Linked DNA regions of Salmo salar: region 2 is linked to region 1. A link is a contact called in public Hi-C data. All regions are on one chromosome and are shown on one strand. Each heading gives the region's core, a stretch centred on a gene start, on an enhancer-like site or on the middle of the called end of the contact. The rest is flanking DNA. Distances are from core to core; before and after follow the strand shown.

What was found. A called contact is a pair of places that touch in the nucleus more often than the background predicts.
Region 2: a Hi-C map of muscle shows a contact between it and region 1, with 10 times the contacts expected there. The contact joins the enhancer-like site here to the promoter of rpf2 in region 1. A contact is called at or near these places in 3 of 3 Hi-C or Micro-C datasets (blood, gill and muscle).

What each region holds. Positions count from the first base shown.
Region 1 is chrssa06:59,989,036-59,991,735 of Ssal_v3.1, forward strand. It overlaps rpf2 (ribosome production factor 2 homolog), which reads right to left and starts at 1,359. Exons shown (of 10, transcript XM_014205022.2): 1 at 1,245-1,359. The coding sequence starts at 1,267.
Region 2 is chrssa06:60,071,367-60,074,066 of Ssal_v3.1, forward strand. No RefSeq gene overlaps it. Among protein-coding and RNA genes, the nearest start is that of LOC106607744, 21 kb to the right of the region's middle. Within about 2 kb of position 1,260, at least 2 of the 13 cell types and tissues checked have an H3K27ac peak or open chromatin away from gene starts, as enhancers often do. A contact at or near this core is called in muscle, where this site is marked.

The DNA.
Region 1 (2,700 bases), core at 109-2,608:
CCACGTGGGTATATGCTCCTAAAAACCAATGAGATGGGAGAAGCAGGACTTGCATCGTGTCAAGCATCACAAATAGAACCAAGTTCTACTTTAGCGCCTGAGCAGTGTGGGTGCAATGATTGAATAACATGCATGTGCACATTTATTTTGCGACAGCACGCACGCATGTTGATTTTGTATCCCCACATCAGACACAATCAGGACACGCAGATTGAAATATCAAACTCTGAAACAATTATTTTTCATTTATGGACAGGTCGAAAAGCATTAAACATGTATGGCAATTTAGCTAACTAGCTTGCTGTTGATAGCAGATTTGTTCTGGGATATAAACATTGGGTTGTTATTTTACCTATAAATGCACAAGGTCCTCTACTCCGACAATTAATCCACAGATAAAACAGTAAACCGAATTCCTTTCTCATCATCTCTACTCCAGGCTTCTTTTTTTCTTTGGACTTTATGGCAGTTGGTAACCAACTTTACAGCATTACTACAACTGACCGGAGAGTGGACCTAAATTCATCTTTCAATCACCCACGTGGGTATATGCTCCTAAAAAACAATGAGGAGAGGCTGGATGAGCGGTTTGGTCAGCATGTAAGTTACATGTCGGATATAAAAATAAGTCAAGACAGGACTGATGGAAACAGAACATGTTGGTAAACTTTCCTACAGATGAAATACATTATGTTTTTAACAGGGTGGTGAAAGTGCAAGGTGATGAGCTTGATGCACCTTTCCAATAAATATTGATGGTCTAATTCTAATGACATGACCAGATACTTGGCTGCCGTTTTAACAAAAAATAACCTCGCCATGTCCGCACTGTATCTGCGAACCTTTGGCTAGAGTGCATGTGCCAATACCAGAGTGGGCACACTAGCTATTTAACGCAACATATGTGAGAAAAATCAGCGGAGTTGCAATTGCGATGCATTGTTATGTGCACTGCGTCATCACGCACAGCAGTTTATCCATAAATCAATGTAATTGAATTATCTCCGGCCGTAAAAATGCTTATCTTGTTTTTATGCGGATTTCAGTATAATCGCATGAAAATCTGTCGCCATTTGGATGGAAACCTAACTAGTTAGATTTATTAGGCAAGCTAGATAGCTAACGTTACATTGTTAGTTTCCTTGCAAGTGACTTCGTTAACTACATAAATACTCGAAAGTTATAGGTTAAGGGTAAAAACCACATTAAGCATGATATACTTTGGTTGGTAAAACACAACTTACATTACTCCTCCGTATTGTTTCATTTTGAGGGCTTCACTCGTGTGCTTGCTTCAAAATACTCCACGTGAATATTACAGCAACGGAAAATGTCGCGGTTAATTTTGCGTCACATCCGTCGTTCTGTACAGTGGATACATGTGCAGTACTCTCAGGTGGCCATTGGTTGACGATAGAGAGCTATAAACCCGTCGATAACTCAACGCCAGGGTAGAACGACTGTCCCCTTGCATTGAGGATTAAGTTGAAGGCCGACGGCGGTACTGCAGGCATTGTTTCCAGAAATCAGGATTTCCATTATAGTGAACGGGATTTTATTTGTATTAAACCAGGTATGCAAGTTGAGAACAAGTTCTCATTTACAACTGCGACCTAGCCCAGATAAAGCAATGCAGTGCGACACAAACAACATAGTTACACATGGGATAAACAAACGTACAGTCAATAACACAATAGAAAAGTCTATACAGTGTGTGCAAATGAAGTAAGATTAGGGAGGTAAGGCAATAAATGGGCCATAGTGGCGAAATAATTACGATTTAGCAATTAAACACTGGAGTGATTGATGTGCAGAAGATGAATGTGCAAGTAGATACTGGGGTGCACATGGCGATTTTCGAAGTCAATATTCGTGGATATTTTTTTTTAGAACACAATCATGGTACCATTAATTGTTTCTATTTTATGAGATGTGTTCTTGAACCGATTACTTTAACATCAGACTACGTTATAAGGAGAATTTAGTTGCTAATGGCAGCCTGCAGTACCTCGGTCACCCTCCAATTTGAGACACTCAGAGAGTGCAGCACTGAGCCTAGTGTAGCTCAAACTGCGCATGAAATGCTTCCAAAAACTCCAAGATGGCACACGCTGAAATGACACTCCCTGAGCAATCTCACAGGATACAATGGGGTAAAGTAATCGATTACTAAATTCATATTTTTTTTAAATTTATGCTCAAACCCAACACCAACCCAAACTCTCTGAACTTGTTTTCATTACGATTTATTTTAAATGTGTATCTTAAATACATTAATGAATGATAGTATATACAAAATACAGGACATATATATTAGTATATATAAAATACAGGACATATTTCCGAGATCTGAAAGGGCGAATTATATTAATGTAAATGCAAATAAAATGTAGATATTGTAGGTGCACATTTTAACCAATAGCTGTCCCCAGCAGACTTCCTTTGCTTGCAGCATAATCGCCTTGCTGAGACTGCCTATCCTCTTGAGCAGGGTTTCCCAAACTCGGTCCTGGGACCATGTTTTGGTTTTAGCAAACAATACATGTGTCGCGTTGGGCCTTGTTAAATTAATCGCTAAACATTTGAAGTTACATCTTGAATCATGACCAGTCATGCATCAGACCTGATCCTAACACTTGCGTTATTAATGCCATATATTTATGTGCAGGTTGGATATTCTACAGTTTTAGCTCAACGCAG
Region 2 (2,700 bases), core at 10-2,509, 82 kb after region 1:
GCTACATCCAAAATGTCCATATAGGCCCTTGGGAGACCCGAAGAAACAAGTGTTCCTTTATTGATGATTAACAACAGGTTCCTTTATTGATGATTTGACTAGAGAGCAAAGATACGTACAGCAGGGGATGTCAGGGACGTGCAACACTTGTGAAAAGACACAACAGCCTCAAATCAGACCGGAGCGGAGCATTGTGCTATCTAGTGGGAATTACAGGTCATGTTATATCAGGGTGATAGTGTCCTTCCTCTCGTTCGCACTAGCCTGCTGATAAAGGTGTAAGCAAAACATTGTGCTGCCCTATCACTGTTGTTCCCCCTCTTGGCGCCTGCTCTATCTTTTGGCGGGGAGGGGGTGGACTCCACAAGGTGTCAAAAGCTTTCCACAAGGTTGAAGGGATTATAGCTTTCACCTGGTCAGTCTGTCATGGAAAGAACAGGTGTCCTTAATGTTTTGTACACTCAGTGTATAAAGTGGGTAGTGGAATCAATAGTATGTATTAGAACAGCAGAGTTGACTGTGTGTGTGTGAGTAGTCCGTGCAAATCATCTCTAATGTGCAGATAGTCTCTAAGGTGCAGGTCTGTGTAGGGAGACAGCAGTCTGATGGCCTGGTGGAAGAAGCTACTCCGATACCGCTTGCCAGATGGTAACAGTGAACAGTCTGTGGCTCGGGTGACTGGAGTAGTGACTGATAAAGGGGACAGAGTGGAGAATGTGGTAGAGAGGAAGAGAGAGTCTTATTACGTGTGAGGAAGGTGAGATAAAGGTGACCTCCCTGACCTTGTCCGGACCTCAACTGTGGTCTGTTCAGAGGTGTCTCCTGGCTTGGCCCAGGCCGTGTGGGGTGCTGCTAGACTGACTGACTGACTAGGCTATATTTAGCAGGGGGCTGAGGCTGCATGTGGACAGCTGCTGGGCTCTTCAAATTCAAGACTCACCAGAACAGATGTATAAATATCCCCTTCCTTTCTGGATGGGCAGACCTAGTGGAACAGAGAGCTAGCTTATTGTGGCGTCACATTCCGCGCCCTAATTTCTCCTCATTGATCACTCTCCCCGAGGCTATGGTATCCCAATGGGCACCACTTGCTCCCCTTCTCTCTCTGTGAGTGCGGATAGATAGACTGCCAGACAGGCGGCGATGTGTGGGTTGTAGTCAGAGATGTATGGGAGTAGTTTTTTTACGAGGTCTCCATACTTCAGGAGTTTCAGCCACGTTCTGCTCCCATCCCCTCTACCCAAGCCCCCTGGGCACCAGTCCAGCAGCAGGTCCTCAGGGCCACTCTGGTGGCTCAGAAGGAGGGTTTCTCATCTGAAGGCCAGTGACTTCTGCCTTTTTTTTGTTGCCTTTTTAGGACATTTGGCCTTAGGCCCAGTCTGAGCTGGTTAGAGTGAGTCACGGTCCGTAATCAGTCATCTGATTCAGAGAAGGCTTTCTTTACAGCTGTAGTATAAGGTGGTTAGTTAGCCCTTCTTTTGACATCTATTGATGTGGTGGCTCAGTCCCCCAGATCATTTATTTATTCAGACCAACAAAAGCAATCATAGGAATCACTGAGCAAAGTACAGAGCACAAAGAAACGGTCCTGGTTTTACGTCATCAAACAATAAAACATGCAGCGGGTTTTTGGCATCAGCCGCTCGTGCACGTTTTACTATGTCGCGTGATACACAGTATACTGTTTAGGATATAGAATTGTCATGGCACTGTAAATTGCTCCGAATTGGGTTGGTAGTCTCTTGCTGATTCTGTTTTAAATCGGTGAGAAGTAGACCACATCTTTGGATGCCAAGTAAAAGCCACAGCGGTATGTTGATACACACTACAGATCTGTGGCAATGCGTCATGCTTTTCTATAGGACTCATACTTGATCTGTAAATTATTCAGCCAGCTTTACAATTCAAAACATTGCCAACAAAAGTCATTCCCCTCCCTCAAGGTCTCCCAAGGTACAGTTATTGAATTATTTATTCTCAAACCCCATGCAAGGTTGAAATATACAAAGGTATTTTCCAGTGGTGCTGACTGATAAATAATTAATGACAGGGGTCTCTAGCCATCAACGGTTTACTATTTCCTCTCCATTCTTTTCTCTTCTCCAGCACTCCAACTCCCGCCTTGGTTACCAAAGCAACGTCCAAGGTTCCACACAGTCCCAGGGATACTCGTCGTCATCCCAGCAGAGCTCACAGTACTCCCACCAATCACACCGCTACTGAGGCTCCGAGAACTGCTCTCCAAATCAACAGCAGGGGCCTCTCCCAAACTTAACCCTCGACCTCAAACAAACCTTAGCATAACCTCTTATCTCCCTCATCCTGATCAGACCTCATCACGTGTCAGATCATTCCAACAACGCAACAGTCACTTCTCTCCTCCTTCATGTCAGCCCTACTACACAGAGTGACCCTGGCCTCACTTCCACCCAATGCCCTCACACTTACCGGAGGGCACTGCAATATGAAGGCAAACTCAACATAGGAACCAAAAACAAACACTGCCTCGTAAGGGCATAGGACAGGATTTTCTATTATTATCATCAAGTGACAAAATCTGTTGATACTAGATTATAAGAAGGAAACACATCAGGTGCAACTTTGACTACACACGCCTACTACACAAAGACTACGAATCACAGCACTTACAAAAAACATGTTCTTCAAGAGGAAGAATTGCAGCTCTGTTCATATATAAAT